2 separate regions of the Arachis hypogaea genome follow, and region 2 is linked to region 1. A link is a contact called in public Hi-C data. All regions are on one chromosome and are shown on one strand. Each heading gives the region's core, a stretch centred on a gene start, on an enhancer-like site or on the middle of the called end of the contact. The rest is flanking DNA. Distances are from core to core; before and after follow the strand shown. Region 1 holds the start of LOC112786327 (serine/threonine-protein phosphatase 7 long form homolog). Region 2 has its middle 20 kb from the start of LOC112783160.

The links. A called contact is a pair of places that touch in the nucleus more often than the background predicts.
Region 2: a contact with region 1 is called in a Hi-C map of leaf, with 2.9 times the contacts expected there. The contact joins the enhancer-like site here to the promoter of LOC112786327 in region 1. A contact is called at or near these places in 3 of 8 Hi-C or Micro-C datasets (all in leaf).

Annotation. Positions count from the first base shown.
Region 1 is chr20:127,690,807-127,694,351 of arahy.Tifrunner.gnm2.J5K5, forward strand. LOC112786327 (serine/threonine-protein phosphatase 7 long form homolog) reads right to left here and starts at 1,613. Exons shown (of 4, transcript XM_025829717.1): 1 at 1,551-1,613; 2 at 1-483. The coding sequence starts at 1,613.
Region 2 is chr20:127,740,718-127,744,262 of arahy.Tifrunner.gnm2.J5K5, forward strand. No RefSeq gene overlaps it. Among protein-coding and RNA genes, the nearest start is that of LOC112783160, 20 kb to the right of the region's middle. Within about 2 kb of position 1,679, at least 1 of the 3 cell types and tissues checked has open chromatin away from gene starts, as enhancers often do.

The sequences.
Region 1 (3,545 bases), core at 363-2,862:
ACCGGATTTGTCAGCAAATAACGTGGTACCAAACAACGACATAATGTGGCACCTGGTATAATGCTCCATAGCCTCATGAGTAATCAAAATTATTCCATACTTAACATTACGCAACCATGTTAGTTTGATAAAGCTACCTCTGCATTCACTCGCTGTTGGGATAACTCCAAAGTTCATCAGACATTCTTGCACCATGGATCCGTGATTACTGTTGGTTGGCCATGTAACTAGTAGCCCAGTTCCTTGAATCCCAAATATCAAAGCTACATCTTCTAAAGTGATAGTACATTCACCTATAGGGAGATGAAACGTATGAGTCACTGGATTCCACCGTTCTATCAAGGCATTTATCAGGACCGTTTGTCCTGAAATTTTTCGAATCTGAAACACATTGTAAAAGCCAGCAGCTCTTAGATAGGGTTCTATTCTCCGATCATATAGTTCTGGAGCATATAAGTGTCTCAGTTCAATTACTCTAGAACCCTGACAGAAATAATCCTCACGTAATTATAACTGTTAAAATAATAATGATAATAACAACAATAACAATATCATTGTTAATAAGTATGGAAATGCACTTGGAAGTGAAACTATTAAAAAATGAATTATAACAACCATAATCACAATAACTATTAAAACTTAATAACACTATCAGTAAACTTGTAACTATCTCAATAATAGTAATAATTATAATAATAATAATAATTAAAAATAAAATAGCCACTAAACTCTTAAAAATAGGGTCCTTAAAAGTTTATTTAGACTAACTACCATGTTCATATTAATTTTGTACACTCAAATCAATTATTATAACTAACTTCACTTTCAGTCTATAATAATACTATCAGTAATCATATAACTATTTCAATAATAATAATAATAATAATAATAATAATAATAATAATAATAATAATAATAATAATAATTAAAAAAATAAAATAGCCACTAAACTCTTAAAAACAGGGTACTCTCATGTTTATTTGGACTAATTACCATGTTCATATTAACTTTGTACACTCAAATCAGTTATTATAACTAACTTTTAGTCTATAATAACACTATCAGTAATCATATAACAACAACAACAACAACAACAACAACAACAACAACAACAACAACAACAACAATAATAATAATAATAATAGTAATTAAAAAATAAAATAGCCACTAAACTCTTAAAAATAGGGTACTCACGTGTTTATTTGGACTAACTATCATGTTCATATTAACTTATTACACTCAAATCTATTATTATAACTGACTTTTACTCCATAATAACACTATCAATATATAATAACACTATCATGTAAATATATAATAACTATCTCAATAATGATAATAATAATTAAAAAATAAAAAAGCCACTAAACTCTTAAAAACAGAGTACTCACGGGTTTATTTAGATTAACTATCATGTTCACATTAACTTATTACACTCAAATCTATTATTATAACTAACTTTTATTCTATAATAGTACTAAGTTCATTTAAGCAATTTATAATTGATGTTAACATTATAAATAATTTTATAGGCAAAAAAAATTACTTACATATAAAGGATGATCAAGATATTTCAAAATATGTTTATCCATTGGGATTTTTTTCTTCCCCATCTTGAAAAAGATAAAGCTGGAGTTCAACAAAATATGCAACCTTCATATGGAAACAATGGTACTTAAGAAAAAAGGAACCGAAGCAGAGAGCAGAGAGTTAACACACACTTTGTGTTTTGGTGTTTTGGTCTTCTCAATGATGAGTGAGAGCGTCTGGGGAGAGAGGAGTCACGGACCACACAGGGGCTCACCGCATGCGAGCCATGTGGACACAACATCAAATCGGAAGTACCTATTTTCTTCATGCTTCAATTTCCAGCCGTAGATCACCCATCTTGCGGTTGCTATCCACGGTCTCTCTGCTCATCCGCCATAAAATCGGTACCCTCATTTTGTTTATTGATCATAGCCGTTCTCACCTGATCCAACGCCTCCAGCTTCTCTTTCCACACTTTCTCTCCTAATAGAAAATGCTATTCACAATTTGTTTAAAATCGTTATTAACGATTTCTGAATATGCCAATTATCAAACCCATATCTGTGCATAACACACTCCGAGTCTCATTTTTGGGTATTACCCACAATCTATCCTAATATTAAAAATAAAAAATTCGAATATTTTTTACATAACTAATTTTGTTTTTGTTATTAAAATAAAAAATATAAGTTGTTAATCATTTCTAAATTTAATTTTTTGATTCTACAAAAACACTATTGTCTATTTTATTTCGATTACCAAAATTATTTTTAAAATAAAAACTGACGTTGTACGTTGTATTATAGGATAGTGTAGTCATTCATTTTTCCTTAAGAGAAATGCTAACTATTTTTAATATTTTCAACTTTAAGATATGTTAAATTTTAATTTGAACTATAAATTTGTAAAGTATTTATAATAATAATTATTATATATTTATCGTTTAAAATCTTTAAAATAAGAAATTCCACTTATTTTTATTAATTTGTTTAGTTAATATGATTCGGTACATTTTTTATTTATTCTAATTGGATTTATCTTTTTTTTGAGATTATATATATAATAAAATAATAATCACCAACACTATGGATTGTGGAATGTGTAGTGGACACGGAAAAGAAAACCAATCCACCTGAAGCTATAGTTATATGCTATACGAGTATCGATTCCCAAGGGATAGCTCAGTGAGGGCACTTGTTGTCCCTCTAAAAAGGTTTTTGAAACACATTGACAAAGAGTGAAAGATCAACGCAGATAAAACTTAACAACCACAGAGTGGCAGGAAAGAAAGTAATGGAAATGGGGCGTTTTCCCTATTACGCTGTTCAGCATGGTCGACAAGTAGGCATATACACTACGTAGGAAGATTGTAATGAGTAGGTATTAGGGTATAACCACGCTGAGTTCGAAGGATTTCATGTTTGTGACGAAGCCGTGGCATGGATCAGTCGGGGAAAGGTCGGGGTAGGCTCCCGTGGGACACAACACACCGGTGGTGGGGTTAGATGTCAGACCGGAGGAACCACGCCGCCGCCGTTGTTTGTGGTGGGTGCCAGAGGTGTGGAAAAGGGGAGCTATAGTAGTAAGGTGTGGGGAGGCTCAGGTAAGTTACCGTTGGTGTTTTTTGTGTTAAAGAAGAGTCTTTCATGTTCCTAAAATCAGAAACAATTGCGATTTTAGGTGACAGGCGGGGCATTGTAACGATTGGGGCAGAACAGCCGTTTCTGCTCGTTGAATTCATGGAAATGATGTTGATGCGAGCGTGTTCCATGCTAAGGATTGGGTGTCCCATTTTTTTGGCGCAGGAGACCAAGGCATTGGACAGTGTGATTCGCTTTGGGTATACAGTAGTCCTTCCAAGCAATGACAGGGGTCTTGAGCTTGTTGCTCACGGGCCAGTCTCGGTGAATGATCATGACGCTCGCCAAGAGGTGTCGTTCGTGATGTTAGAAAAGCTAATGTCTACCACTGGTCTCGCAATTTGTGACTATAACTACCGCATAATATGTCGATTG
Region 2 (3,545 bases), core at 429-2,928, 50 kb after region 1:
GTTATTTTAGAGAAACAGGCTCTATAACTATGTATTTTGGGTTTCCTATATATGTATATGTATAGATATACTTATGTGCTTGGGCCGATTTATCTTCGCGAGCTGAGTCTTGAGTTTTGTTATCTGTATTTTGGAACTCTTAAAATATAATCTTGTTAGCTTGATCTATCTTGTTTCGTTTACCTTATTGCTTCGTGAGCATTGCGCTTTTCGTTTTACCGACTTTTGTTTTACCCATTTCTTTAAAGGCTCCTAGATAAGAATATCCTTGCTATAATATATAAATATATTTTTTTTAGAGGTTGTAGCACCTCGCCACCTCTGTTTTACATCCTAGGTGTAAAGCTCTGTGTGGTAGGGTGTTACACTCACTGTGATGGAGAAGAATTTTGACGCCGGGTTTTTCATTGACTCTCAACTCTTGCCGGGCACTGAGGATTTCTTCTGGAATGAGGATTTGGCTACTCAAGTGAAGTGGACATACCGGAGCCTCCTCTGGGATGCCGTCATTGCCAGAAAAGTGGTGCTAGTCTTGGCTCAGTGCTAGGTTCTGGAGGGGAAACATAGAGTTGCTCAAAGGGATATTGCTAGCATGAAAACTGAGGGGGAGTCCCTGAGGACCCGGCTTGCTAGAGAAGAGAAGAAAGTGAAAGAGGTTGGCGAAGAGATCAGTCGCCTCATTGACCGGGACCTCTCCCTCTCGAAGCAACTTAATGATGCTCAAGGCCGGGCTACTGCAGTGGAGGCCAAAGTGAAGGAGCTGGAGGCAAAGCTAGCGGAGGCTGCAAAATCAGCGAACTCTGCGTGGTAGGAGGCTACTAATATGAAGAATAAAAACAAGAAGATCATTAAAGACGTCCGAGATGCCATTGCGGCGGACGCGCTCCCGACTTCGACACTTCCGCTGTTGGTGCCTTTAAGATGATTCAAGATGGCAACATCGTCGATCTGCCAGGAAATGACATGCATGTTGCTGAACTTTGTAATTTTTAATCCTCTTTTGTTATTGGGCTGATCTGATGCCCTTGTATTCTTGAACATCTTTCTTGTTAGGCCGGTATGATGCCCTTTTGAATTTCTGATTTTCAGGTTTTATAACGTGAATTTTGTATGCTTAAGAAATCTAGTAATAATCGCTTACTACTATATTATTCCTTTGCTTGGCCGTTTAGCCGTGTTATCATGGATATCCGTGTGTTTGCGCATAGAGGCTCCCGGGGTGATCAATCCTGAGAAGCCGATTTGATAAATCTCAACAGAACACGAATGTTTCCAAAATGGGTCTCATTAAAACCCCTTGCCGCCATCCCATTTTGATAGCAAGGGGAAAGAGTACCCTTTCTTTTACTAAATCATGACAGTATAATTAGACATGCAAAAAGTAAAACAAGCTAAATAAAAATGGAGATATTTAAATGAACTTATGAGAATGAAAAAGATAACCATGTAGATGGGAGGTCGTCAGACCACTAGGAGTAAAATCTCCTAAGGTTTGTCACATTCCAGGTCCTCGATACCTCCTTCTCATCTAACCACTCCAACTTGTAAGCCCCTTTGCCTAGTACTTCTCTCACTTTGTAGGGACCCTCCCAATTAGGGGAGACTTTCCCTTCTCCAGGGGTCCGTGGACCGACTCATTGCATCGCAGCACCAGGTCGCCTTCCTCAAACCTTCTGCATTGGACTTTGCAGTTGTAGCGCAGTGCTAACCTCTACTTCAGCGCCGCTTCCAACAAGTGGGCCATCTCCCTGGTCTCGTCTATCAGGTCCTTCTCGGCTGTTTCGTCACTTCTCCCGAGGAGCAGTCTTGGGATTAGTTTCCCTATTTCTACCGCATCTACACCGTAGGTAAGCTAGAAGGGCGTCTCCCCAGTAGAATATTGTGGTGTTGTTCTATAGGACCACAAGACCGAAGCTAACTCGTCTGCCCAGGAGCCCTTCCTCTGATCTAAGCACTTCTTCAGCCCATTCAGAATGACCTTGTTCGCTGCTTCAGCTTGTCCATTACTCTGGAGTATTCTACGGAGGAAAACTTTTGTTTAATTTTAATGCCTGACAGGAACTCTCTGAACTTTTTTTGAAAAACTGCATTCCGTTATCTGACACCACGACCTCGGGAATTCCAAATCTCGCGATCAACTGTCTCCATATATAGGAATTTTTAGCAATTTGAAGATGATATTCTTGCTAAGGGATCCACTTCCACTAACTTGGTATAATAATCTATGGCCACAATTAGATATTTAACTTGTCTTAGGGCCGTCGGGAAGGGGCCCAGCAGGTCGACTACCCATTGGTAGAAAAGCCGTGAGGCCAGGATGGAGCTTAGCTCTTCTGCCTGTGCCTTATGAAAACTTCCATTTTCTTGGCACGTATGACACTTCTTAATAAACTCATTGGAATCGGTCATCATGGAGGGCCAATAGTAACCAGCTCTAACGAGCTTCCAGGCTAAGGATTACCCTCCAATGTGGTGTCCGCAACACCCTCATGCACTTCTCTCAGGACATACTCCATCTTATCGGGCCGCAAGCACTTCAGCAAGGGTTGGTTGAGTTCTCTTTTGTATAGCTGCCTTTGCACCACTGTGTATTTGGTAGCATCCCTTCTTACAACCTTGGCTTCTTCCTCGTTCCTTGGCAAATGTCCTTCCTCAATAAAACACTGGATCAGATCAATCCAAGAGAGATTTTCCTCTTGAACTTGAACCAAGCAAAGGGTTACTGACGGTTCCCTTATCAGGCCTTGGATAAAAGACCAGTTTCCTGTCCCAGGCTTGGTGCTCGCCAATTTTGACAAGATCTGCTCTGGCATTCCTTTCCCCGGGCATATGCTGGATGACGACCTCTTCAAAGTCTTTGCACAACTACTTGGTCCTTTCCAAATATCTCTGCATCAATGGGACCCGGGATTGGTATGTGCCGTTCACCTGGGCCGTCACGACTTATAAATCACTGTTGACCTCAAGCTTCGACGCCTTAACCTATTTGGCTAGCAATAGGCCTCCTATCATAGCTTCGTATTCAGCTTGGTTATTAGAGACCAGGAACTTGAATTTAATATACTGCTCGTAAGTCACGTCTTTCGAGTTCTCAAATATGATCTCGGCTCCTCCGAACACTTGACTTGAGATTCCATCCAGATGGAGCTTCCACCGTGTGCTCAGTACTTCGGGAGCATTGCCCATCACCTCAACCAAGAAATCCACCATTGCTTATGCTTTGATGACATGCTGGGGTTTATATTGGATATCATACTTAGACAACTCTACTGCCTAGGTCATCATTTGCACTGCCAAGTCGGGCTTTTACAGGATTTATCGGATTACCTGATATGTTCTAAGTGTAATCAGGTGACCCTGAAAATATTGCCTCAACCTCTGAGAGGAGATTAATAGAGCAAAAGCCACTTTTTCTAGCCTTGTATACCTCAGTTCCACACCCTAGAGCACATTACTTATGAAATATACATGTTGTTGTAACGCCCTACCACACCCTGGAGCACCTTAATTATGAAATATAAAGCTCTGTGTAGTAGGGTGTTACA